2 separate regions of the Ovis aries genome follow, and region 1 is linked to region 2. A link is a contact called in public Hi-C data. All regions are on one chromosome and are shown on one strand. The core of a region is the stretch at or near the end of the contact, and the rest is flanking DNA. Distances in the headings are between cores, read along the strand shown. Region 1 overlaps ITPR1 (inositol 1,4,5-trisphosphate receptor type 1). Region 2 holds the start of LOC132658175 (a long non-coding RNA gene).

Region 1 (6,043 bases), core at 2,850-5,349, 290 kb before region 2:
GTCCAAGGAGAGAATTTTCTCCTAAGCTGAGTTGATAGGAGTTTAGCTTTTAACCCGACTCTGTCCCATCCTTTTCTGAAAGGACATGGTTCTTAACCGGGGATCTTGCCCTCGTTCACAGCCCAGTTCCAGTTTTCTCTACGAGGGAGTACAAAGGTGCCATTCAGGGCTCTTGGTTCAGCGACCTACGAGGTTTTTTATTTGTTTTTTTCTTGGCCACACTGTGTGGCATGAGGGATCCTAGATCCCCAACCAGGGTTCGAACCCACTCCCCTTGTATTAGGAACATGGGGGCTCAACCACTGGGCCACCAGGGAGTCTGAACCTGCGAGGTTTGATACCTGGCATGTATACGAAGTGTGGCAGCATCCTGCCCGAGATGTCAGGGTGCGGTGGTGTCCAGAGTGCCCACACCTCTCGAGACGGTTGCATTCTAGCGATGAGAAGTACAGTGATGACGCTTCTAACACGTAGCTCACTTGTATTTCCTGCTCTAACATTGCCTTCTTTTTCTCCCCCCTTTTTCTTTTCCAGCTCATCTCCATTGATGAATTGGATAATGCTGAGGTCCTAATTTCATTTTTTTTAAGTGTCCCATGGTGATGTTACCATGACCCTCTCCCAGCGAACTCTTGACCTCTCCCCTAGTCTGTGCGGCATCTAGTATCTGACTTTGTGTAGCATGCCTCTGGGAGTGAGTCAAGTCCTTTGTGTCTGTGTTAGCGTTTCCCATGAGTTTGTTTGCCATTTGTCCTTGGAGCCCATCTGAGTCTAGATAAAGATTTTCTAAACTGTGATAAAATTTCCATCATTCACTGTCTAGAAGCTCAACTGAATTTGTGGTTGGCGCTGGCTATTACAGTTCTCTGAAATTCATTGTTGATGCTTCTCTCTCTGTATGTGAAGCACTCGTGCAAAAAGAAATAACTGTATGGGTACAGTTTGCAAGAAGTGAAAGAAAAAAACAAACCACTGCTCTCTTGGTCCACATGTTGGAAAGTGTTAAGTGTGAGGGGGTCGTAGAAAATTTGGTCAAAGTGCAGAGTGAATTCTACAGCGATCTCGAGACTTCTCAGCTGCTGGCTTGCAGTGGAATTCAGAACATACTATATCCTTGGCTTCTCAATTCTAGGAAAACCACCTAGAGATTGAGAAACTGAAATGTCATCTCATGGTTTCTATACTTAGGTATCAAATTAGTTTCGTTTACTCAGAATTAGCCTGCAGACTCACGAGTGGCCCTCTTGTTTGGGATTTGAGGGCCTCCTAAATATTTTCTCTCTTGTAAACATTTTTCAAGATTTCTTGCCACATCTATAGTATGTGATACATGTTTGGTAATTGATAATAGAAAGGATTAATTGGGGGAATTAATATATGTAGTTGAGGGAGTCTACTTGCCTAGGAAAGGGAGGCACATGGAAAAATTTTTATCTGACTTTAAAAAATTAATTTTCTGATCTACTTCTTTAGATATCTGTTCGCTCTTTTAGACCAATAGATACCTTCTTTTGATGGAATAGAGTACCAAATAGAATATAAGCCCTGCTCTAATAGCTACCACCAGAATTTCAGAAATATTAAGAGATGGTTCAGATACCCCTAAGGAGAATTTGAATCACAGACTTTTTAAAGCTGAAAGTGCCATGCATGGTTATGAATTTGGTCAGGTCCCTCAGGAATGGGGGCGCTCAGAGGGGTAGCATGAGTGGCCTTAGTTCGCACGGCTAGATAGCGGGGGAGGCAGAACTAGCGCTGGGCCCAGCTGCCGGCCTTGGAGGGCTTACTGCTCAACCACAGTAGATCCTGCAAGCTCAGGCTTTCCCTTAAACCTTTCAGCATGAACAGCTGAGGAGGCCATGCTTCTCTGGGGCGAATAGGAAGCAAGGAAAACGGCACGCTGTCCAGGGGGTTCGCCCCTTTAACTACAGTGATTCTTGCTGCTTCCTGTTTAGTCCTCTCTCTTCCGGGTTATTTGTTTGCCAGCAAAACATCTAAGGCTGAATCTTCATGTTGGCAGCCTTCGCCTCTTCTTCTTTCTACCTAGAGTTGTAAATGCTTCCCAGATTTGAATTTTCCCTCTAGAGTATTGAGGTTGAGTTCCTATTTGTTTAAATACAGATGAAGTCAGGAAAGGAAAGCCTTCCCTTATCGGAGTCTGCAGTGTTATTAATACTCTGTTTTGCACCATAGTAATCATTTGATGTGTTTGCTCGCTCAAGATAGAACTTGGGTCTCCTGGCTGGGAGTTTATTGCTCGCTTACGGAAAGATTCCACAGTTGGAGCAGGTGTGTTTATAATTATACGCTAGGAAATAGAATACTGTCTGTTTATAAAAGAAGAATGTTCTGGCAGCCCCTTGGATTCTTTGAAAATTCCCTGAGGAAGCAACTGTGGATCCCCGCTCTGTTGTTACCCTTGGCAACCATCAGTGCCCTGGGACACCAACACTGTCCCCAGGCCCTCGGGCTTTTGGATCTGGCCTTCTAAGCAGAGATGCCTGATCGCCTTTTATCATCCATGGCTGTTCTGGAAATGAGTACAGCTCCTGAGTTTCCCCTGCCAAGCCTGCTGTCCATGTGTGCGGGTGGAAACCGGCAGCCCACAGCTGGAGTTCTGCGGCAACTCCATTAAGAAACTTAATGCGAAACTGGCCCACGTTACAGGCAAGGCCTCCCACCTAAAAACTGCAAACCTGCTGAGGAATAGCCCGAGAGCCAGGATTATGACATATCTGGAAGAGCCGTGATCCCCGGGATGGGGAGGGACCACTACTCTTCAATGATAAAGGGCTCTCGGGCGTTGTGAGAGAAGAGGCACAGTGAACTGCTTGGAAAAACAGCGCAGCATCTTCTGAGTCTCTGTGTATGCTCTGAGAAAGGAGGGTGAAGTGAGGACAGAGTCAGAGGCCTGTAGGAAGAGTGCATGATGGAGGCCTTCTCGGCTATCTCCTGGAGTGAAATTTCATTTGAAACCAGGAAGAGGAGGGTTTCCTTTTTTGTTTTTTTTTTTATTATGATGATCATGATTTTTTTGTTGGTGTTGCAAATCAAGAGGCAAGGTCTCCATCATTACCACCTGATTTTACCTTTTTCTTGGGGTTCAGGAAGAGGACAGATGAGGGGAGAGGTATAGAATGTTTCTGTCACCCCTAGAAAGAAAACACCCCACCACCCATTCTTGGCTTTAAACAGACACCAGTGACTGCTCAAAGCATTTGTTTATCTAACACTTGAGTGCCTGTTCCATTCTAGGTGCTTTGCTAGAGGTTTTGGATCCAGCAGTGCCCGAAATAGGCACAGTGTCTGCCCTTCTGGAGTTTATGGTTTTGCCACGGCAACAGACAATATTACAGGCCAATGTTAACTGAGGCATGTAGGAAGGTAAAGTATAGGGAATCATGTTGTTGTTCAGTCACTAGGTCAAGGCTGACTCTGTGACCCCATGGACTGCAGCATGCCAGGCTTCCCTGTCCTTCACTGGCTCCTGAAGCTGCTCAGATTCATGTCCATTGAGTCAGTGATGCTATCTCTAACCATCTCATCCTCTGCCCCCGCCTTTTCCTCCTGCCTTCAATCTTTCCTAGCATCAGGGTCTTTTCTAATGAGTTGGCTCTTCACTTGAAGTGGCCAAAGTTTTGGAGCTTCAGCATCAGTCCTTCCAGTGAATATTCAGAGTTGATTTCCTTTAGGATTTGGATCATGAGAACATGGGGTCGCAAGAATATGTAGTTTAGGGACTTGGACCTGAGCAAGGAGGTCAGTTCGCAGCAGGCGAGGACCACTGGCAGGTGAGCCTGTTAGTGACTCACTGCAACGGAAAAGTGAGATTGGTGCTCCCACTCCTTAAGGTGGCTGCAGCCCGCCTCTGTCTGCCAGTATTAAGTCCTCGGCTTCTGCCACCGTGCCACCAAGAGCTGCTTCTGCAAGCAAGGGAGCCCCCTGTCAATAATAAAATTCAGCAGGGGGGCAAGGGGGAGAGAGAAAAGAGAAACACAAGAATTATTCAATTTCACCTTCAGGGGGCGTTCTCATGACGTCCAAGCCAGAGTGGAGGTGTCCTACTTTTTTACATCGCTGTGAACTGCTGGGTTGGGCACCTGCCAACATTCAGGCAGCAGTTACATAAGAGCTTCTTTTTTTCCTGGAATTTAGGCTCGCTGCTGATGTGTGACCTTCAACAGTAATTGCCAATAAATGCAGCGGGGCTGTTTACTGTTAGACACTGGCAACCCTGGAGCAAGCGAGCTCAACTCAGAGCATAGAGAAGCTATTGCCGAATCTCGGGAGGGTTTTTTGTTTTTTCCTTTCTTTTTCTTTTTAATGCTGAGATGATTCCATAATGATAAAAGCTGGATAATTCAGTCAAGTCAGAATGCATTTTTTAAAAAATGATTTTCACTTTTGGGTTCAGTTCTGAACTTGTTCTGTAAAATATAGGTGAAACTGCATCATCAGAGCCAAATAATGTCTATTTCTTGTTTCAAAAAGCCAGTGCCATTAGTAAAGGGTATTATGCTAGCTGACGTGAAGATTCAGAGTTGTCCTGCTAAAATGCTAGGTAACTTCTCTCTTTGCTCAGCTTTCTTTCGGATGTTCTGTTCTCTTGATGTGGTTTACAAAGGCTTGGAAAGCCAGGACGCAGCAAACATATTTGCAGACCCATTTGCAGTTTGTTTATTTTTTCCCCCTCCTCTGAGATGGAGTGGGTGAAAAGGAACTAAGGACTGATTCATGGCGTTAGAGATGATAAATTCTCTTTGCTGTGCTGAGAATTCGGTCCACAATACAGTCTTGTTTTTTGTTGTTGTTGTTGTTGTTGCTCTTTTTCTTGTTGCTTTAGGTATAAGGTTGGGTTGTTTATTTGATGTTCAGTCTCATTTCTCGAACTGTCTTCAATGTCTGCTAGGGGTGGTCCATGAAAGGAAGACATCTTATTTCAAAGGAAGATTCTAGAAGCCTAGGGGAGGATTCTTGTTGATGACGTCAGGAAACAGTCTCAGTGGCTGTGTCGTGTGCTGGCCTGTGTCGGGCCCACACAGATGCCTGCGTGTGTGTATCCGCTATGCATGCACGCGAGTGGGTGCTGTTGTACACACACCACAGATAGGAACCCTGGGAAGCCTGCGGGCTTTCTCTTTTTTAAGAATGACAAAGTATAATTTCCCTTCATTTGTGGTAGACATTTATCCCTGGGTAAAATGGTAGGTACATCATGTACAGAAAGTGAGCGTTTCCACGTCTCCTGCATGAGTCTACTTGCTACTTTAGTGCTGTAGTTAGGATAACCAGTTGGGATTCTCTGACTTGGGATTCTCTGGCTTTCTGCTTCAAGGCCAGTCATTTGAAATCTTTTTTTCTATGAAGGTTGATCTTGCTAACCTTGTCTAAAAGCTCTGGGAAGACTTAAGATCCTAGAAAAATGTGAAGAGGCAACGGAAGGCAATAGTCAGTTTCAAGTTCAAAACCAGATAGCGTCAGATCACTGCCAGTCAGCTGTTGGTTTGGAGAGACCTCACCTTGACTGGAGGTGTCAGCATCTCAATATACTGACTGATTGTGGGGTGAGGTGGTAAAAGACAAGACGTGGAAAACACAGGCAAACTCTTTTTCTTAGAATAGTCTCCATTACTGTATGGTCACTGAGCATGATCTTTTATGTTAAAAAGAAAGTTACTTTGATAATAAAAATGTGCCGAGAAAGTCAGTTCATTCATTTACCAGAACTATCCTTTGCTTTGGGTAGTATGTATATGTATTTATGTAGCTTATGTAGTTATGATTTGAACGTATATGGCTTATTAATTAATATGCTTATCTTTTCCATATTGTGGCTGACTGCCATAAAAGAGCCAATCCTCCCAGAAATACAGCTGAAATCCTCTTAGGAGGAAGTGCTAATAGAGACCATTGGTTATTTTGCCAAATCATATGCCAAGCTTGGTTTGGCCTTCTCCATGCCTGAAATCATTCTGTGTTCTATTGGGTTGTGTTATTTAGGGAACTTAGCTGTTTGATGTTACGGAATAAAGTTTACTGAAAA
Region 2 (6,020 bases), core at 1,617-4,116:
TCCTACTGCGGGGCCCACCTCAGGGCGGGACCCCCAGGGAGTGGCCAGAGGGGCTCGGGCAGGGGGTGAGGCCCTCAAACAGCACACACGGGGGCATGCAGAATGACTCACACGCTCTCAAACACATTCAGTGAGCCTTCAGGAGGGAGTGTGGGGCTTGCAAAGAGGGGGACAAAACCCTCTCAGCTCGGTCGCCTATGCAGACTTCCTATCTCTGAGGTCAGAACATTACAGGACCTGGTCATTAAGAAGCTAAAGGTTCAGTGTTTTCCAAGCCCCCTTCCTCAAGAAAGCAGTCTTCCAGATCTCACCCCTGAGTCTGCCCAGGAGGGTGGGGCGTGGGGGGCAGCCCCACCCCCTCCCCAGCCTAGGATCAGAGTAGAGCCCAGCTCCCTGTTCTGAGTGTCAACTCCTCCTGATTTCTAGTTACGACAAGTCCAAATTAAAGCAGCTTATCGCAAAACCCTAAGGCTGTCTTGCCTGGTGCTCACTTCCTTTCTCTTTCATCAAGCCTCTGAGCAGGCTCCCCAGGCAAGCAGGAGGGGGTGACGGGGAGGTCAGGCAAGGGTCCTGGGGAGAGAAGATGCCCTGCACCTGTGCCACCTTGGCCAGAGGGGAGATTCAGCTTAAACAAATCAGTAGGGCTTTCAAGCAGAGATCAGTGAGCATGTGAGCACGCGGGCTTGAGGTGGGGGATTGAAAGAATCCCATTTGCCTTGATTTCTGCGTCCTGAGTGAAATTAGAACCTGATCTTGGCCAGGCCCCGGTGCTACACTGGCGTTGATGGGTGTGGGTTCTGCTAGGGGTGGGGACACAGGTAGGCTGGTGAGTGCTGCAAAAATGAAGAAGGCCCCAGTGTCTATCCTGCCCCCCCTGGTGATGCAGAAATGCCACCCTGGACCAGGTGAAGACTTTAAAATTAACAAGAAAAATGGATGGAAGGAAGGGAGAGAGTCAAAGAAGGAAGGAAAAATGTGTTTGTGGCGGGGGAAATCCAGGACCCTAATACAGGATCAAAAAAAAGAAAAAGAGAAAGGAAGTAAGGAAAAGATAGAGGCGGTGGGGGACGGCTGCAGAGAACTAGATTCACTGCATATGTAAAATGTTGTTGGCATTTTATTATTCTGACTCCTCTTTTTCTTCCACCTCCTTCTCTTCCTCCATCTCAAGCCCAGAAAGACCATGTGGAATCAGAGTGCCCTTGGTTGTAGTGCCCACTACCAGCTTAGTGACAACAGGTAGACCACGTCTTGCCTCCGGCCCTCAGCTTCCTCATCTGTAAGATGGGGCAATGTTAACTCCTCTGCGGAGTCGCTGAGCTAATAGACCGAATGCCTAGCATATGTCTCACCTTTAAAACATGGTAGTTATTAGCATGATTACTGCAAAGTGAGTTGCTGGAGACCACACAGCGAGTGAAGAGCCAGTTTCGACTCCGGTCCGCTGAGTCCAGAGCACACACATTTCGCCACCCAGGGCTGACTCACGGGCAAGCCCAGGAAAGCAGCACCTGCACTGCAACCCCTCTCTCCCACAGGCAGGCATTTACACATAGGGAGTGCACACCTATTGTTTTTGCCTGCCCAGCAACCGTTCCCTTTGATTATGGAAACAGCTTCCACCTCTTTCTCAGACTGTAAGGTTCTCAGCCTGTGAGACATTTATGATGGGAGAGAAGATATACTAGGCAAATATAAGCCCAGAGCTCCTGGGAAGATTCTTGGGTACCTCACAGGCCCATGAAGGCAGAGCTGAGAGAGATGGAATAACAGATCCCTAACATTACCATCTGGGCTCTGGGATACAGCTGTGCCAGAGTCACCCCCTGAATTTCTCCCCTTCCAGCTGATTTGAACCTAGTTCAACCAAGAGTCTCTGACTGACTAATACGGGGCTTGTCTGATGCTAACACCCATGTGCCTTCAACCATCCTGGATTGACTCAACAGCACACAGACGAAAGAGAAAAAAGGCAAAATAAATAAATCAAAAACTTTCTCTTTCTCACTCTCTTTCACCTTAAATACATACATGGCACCTCTGCTAATGGTTGCTAGATGAGTGTACAAATATGTCCAAGAAAGTCCCTTCTTATTACCACCTCTTAACCTAGTTACCTGCCTAAATATTATGATTTTTTGTGTTAATACCATAGTTGTCTGCATGAAACCTCTGTCACTGGCAGGAAAATATATCAAGCCCCCATTCTGGGTCCCCCTGTGAGAAAATCAAGGTTGGTGGAAAGTAAGTATTAAAAGAATATCTATTTTTCTACTTGTAGTTTGGGATTGTCTTTGCAGTTGAACTCCTCCAAAGTAAGAATCATTCAGCAAATATTTACTGTCCCTTTCCCTGCACCACTTTCCTAAGTTGTCTTAATCAGGATAATCAAGATAAGTAGAACCATTCCAACATTTCTTAGATAGTTAGCATTCCACCAAACAGAAAATAAGCTCTTTCCTCTCCCTTCCCAAGGATGTACGTCTGGCCTCTTTTACTTATAGAGTGTGACTTGGCAGTCTGGGGTCTTGACCTCAGAGCTGGCTTTGGTTACCGGAGGCTTTATGAGCCCATCTGCCGGGGAGTTGAATCACTGAGTCATAAAGAGGAATGTCTCCCGGTGCACATCACACTGGAGCAGCTCGACTTCCAGCTAAGCTGGCTGGTGACCTGGCCGCCCCTGAGGGGAGAAGATGGGAGAAGTGGGAGGTGAGGAGCCCGCCTGACGCAGACGGTCACCCCACGATGACCTCACCTGCCAAACCAGTGACTCACTGCCGCTTCAGCCCCCTCCCGGACAGATCTTGCTCATGTGGAATACCTGAGGGGAATACCGGGCTCCTGTAGTTAGCAAAAACGCACGATTGTGAGCTATTTTTAAAGGTGTGATGTTTTCTTACTTTCAAGCGGTGGCAGCAGTCCCTGTGAAGCTAAGACACGGGTCTGGGTTTAAGCCACTTCTGCTTTAATAAGCACGTGAGAATTCCCTTCTGAAAAGAAAAGGTCACATAAGAATGGGGAGTGCTAAGGCAGTTTCCTCTTTTTAAACATTTTTTCATTGTGATAAAACATACAAAGTTGACCATTTTTATCATTTTTAAGCATACAGTTCAAGGGCAGTAAGTATATTCACAGTGATGTACCATTATCATCATCATCCATTTCTAGAGCTTGTTCACTCTTTCAAACAAAAGCTCTGTACCCATGAAATAGTAACTCCCTTTTTCTTCCTCCACTCAGCCCCTGATAACCTCTATATCTTTGTATCTCTATTAGTTTGTCTACCATACATCATTTAAGTGGAATCACACACAATTTGTCCTTTGTGATTGGTTTATATCACTTAGCATAATGTCCTCAGGGTTCACCCATGCTACAGCCTGTCAAACATTCATTCCTATTTAAGATTAAATAAGTCCATTGTATGTATACACTACATCTTATCTATCCATCTATTTGTTAATGGACATTTGGATTGCTTCCACGTTTTATCTCTTGTGGGTGGTTTACTTTTGCAACCTTAAAGATTACTTGTTTTCTTTAACAGTTAAAAAGTTTTCTCTGCAAAGCCTCTTGCAGTTCACCTGTAACCTGGGACTAAAGTGACTGGTTCTGACTACTTCTCAGGAGTGTGGTAAAGATGAAGTTAGATCCTGGGTACAAAGTGCATTCTAAATTCTAAAATGTCCCACAGAAATATTCTCAGCATGTTTATATTACTTGCTTAGCAATGCTTTTCCCCCCCAGGGGAATAAAAGGACCCCTACCCTGGCCTGCTTTCAAATTTAATATATCTTAGATGGAAATGGTCTGAATGAATGAGGTTTCCTTGAGGTGTTTGTGTTTTCTGTCCTCCATTCTCTCCTAAGCAGAGTGTGATTTTACCGAATGCCTACCTTAGATCAGCACACGATTCTGTTAATTAATATTAATCTACCAGATGTACAAGGACAAGTCACTTTGTTCCTTTGTGACTCAGTTTCCTTGTCTGCAAAGTGGGGACCCAAGTAACAGAACTGACTTTAAAGAGTTCTATCAAATGTGGTAATGACTGTAGAGAGTTCCTGGCATAATGGGTATTCAGCCAGTGTTAGCTGCATTTATTGGAGAAGGAAATGGCAACCCACTCCAGTGTTCTTGCCTGGAGAATCCCAGGGACGGAGGAGCCTGGTGGGCTGCCGTCTATTGGGTTGCACAGAGTCGGACACGCCTGAAGCGACTTAGCAGCAGTAGCAACTGCATTTATATTATGATTATAGAATTCTTATTCATTCTTTAGGTTTATTTTTGTCCTGACCTTCCCAGTTGTTATATATTTACACACAAAAATTAAATGCATGGTCTCAGTGCAGTAAAAATGCATTAATTCCAGAGATTAAAGGTCACAGCCACCATTTTAACTGATGCTTTGAGAGGCTGCTTGGTAATGGTTAAGATCCTTGGTTTAGGATTCAGATCTGATTTGGCTTCCAAGCTGGCCTCCGATTCATTGGATAATCTGAGTTCCCTTTTCTAGAACTGGACAAGACCTACCTCCTATGCTTGTAGGGAAGGTTAAGTGAGTTTACTTCTCTGCGTGGTTGAAAGCGTTAAAGGCATGCTGGCTAGTACTATTTGGAGAATCACCCCCTATTCTCTCTGCCTGGCACATTCTAAGTGGCACAAGCTTGCCAAAGCGAATTAAAACAAACATTGCTTCACTCAAAGTGAAGCTGTAGCCAGAGAATCTTTTGAAGAGAATCATAAGAAAATGCTCTCTGGAAAGAAAGGTAAGGAAAAAGCAAAATCTTAGAGGATTCATTCTAAGGTCTGTCTGGTATGTGCTGTTTTAGGGCTCTTCTTTGGGCTTCGATTTTTTTTTTTTTTTTTTTTTTAGGGTTGTTTCTAAGACCCTTGGCGAGAGTGCTTTGAGATCTTGATAATCCTGTGGAATTAGGAAGGTGGCCCAACAGGGCACCCCCAGGGGAGAATCCGGGACGCGCAGCCCCATGTCCTAGGGCGGGCATCCTCGAGCCAGTGGTTTCCTGAGTGGGCCGAGCTCCGGGTCACTTCTCGAGGTCGGGTTGGCCTTGCCAAGGCTACCAGGATGCCGTCATCTCCATGACAACAAAGTGCGGGCGAGGAGACGCAGCGAGAGAGTGGTGTCATCCTCTGAAACCAAAAGCCCCCGCCCCCACAGAGGCCTGGCCCCTGGCCACAGGCGGTGGAATTCTTCTGGGAAGGCGGCTGACATCGCGGGCGGCCCCTGCCCGGGTCCTGGCAGCGCTGATGCAAACGCGCCCCGCGCCTGCAGGCAGGCAGCCCCGGGGGAGAGCTGGCGCGGTGCTCCGTCTTGTTCCCTTCCGGCCACCCCGCCCGGTTTTCCCAGCGAGGAGTCAACAGCTCCTGGGTGGTTCCTCATCGACCAGCCCAGTAGGGGGGTGGGGGTGGGGTGGGGAATGTGTCTTTGCCCAAACCAGCTCTTTCCCTCTGCTCTTCCCAGACATACTTCTAGGGAGAATCCGAGCATCCCAACCTGGCCACGTTTGGAGCAATGTGAAGGGCTCTAGCGGCTCGCAGTCATCCCCCGGGGACAGCCCAGGTTGCCCGAGATACCTGGTGCCAGCTGGTGCCAAGGAAACCGCCCGGATCACGAGGGAACCTTCTGTCTGGGTGGTGAAGGCAGTGAAGGGCCTCCGGGGTGGAGGTGATCCAGCCAGGGATGGTCTCCATCGCCCTCTGCTGGGCAAATGAGTGAAGTGAAGTCGCTCAGTCGTGTCCGACTCTTTGCGACCCCATGGACTATAGCCTACTACGCTCCTCCGTCCATGGGATTTTCCAGGCAAGAGTACTGGAGTGAGTTGCCATTTCCTTCTCCAGAGGATCTTCCTGACGCAGGGATCGAACCCAGGTCTCCTGCACTGTAGGCAGACGCTTTACCGCCTGAGCCATGCTCTAATGTTCCCGCTGGGACCTCCTAGATGCTTGGAGGGTGGGGTGGGGACTGTAACATACAGTCCCTCAGATCCCATACAGTTGTA

What was found. A called contact is a pair of places that touch in the nucleus more often than the background predicts.
Region 1: a contact with region 2 is called in a Hi-C map of liver, with 6 times the contacts expected there. The contact joins two enhancer-like sites. A contact is called at or near these places in 12 of 16 Hi-C or Micro-C datasets (blood, hypothalamus, liver and 5 more).

The regions. Positions count from the first base shown.
Region 1 is chr19:21,633,602-21,639,644 of ARS-UI_Ramb_v3.0, reverse strand. All of the region lies in intron 39 of ITPR1 (inositol 1,4,5-trisphosphate receptor type 1), which reads left to right. Among named protein-coding and RNA genes, the nearest start is that of ITPR1, 220 kb to the left of the region's middle. Within about 2 kb of position 4,099, at least 28 of the 54 cell types and tissues checked have an H3K27ac peak or open chromatin away from gene starts, as enhancers often do.
Region 2 is chr19:21,341,922-21,347,941 of ARS-UI_Ramb_v3.0, reverse strand. It overlaps LOC132658175 (a long non-coding RNA gene), which reads right to left and starts at 5,666. Exons shown (of 3, transcript XR_009597405.1): 1 at 5,596-5,666; 2 at 2,901-2,990; 3 at 2,693-2,821. Within about 2 kb of position 2,866, at least 16 of the 54 cell types and tissues checked have an H3K27ac peak or open chromatin away from gene starts, as enhancers often do.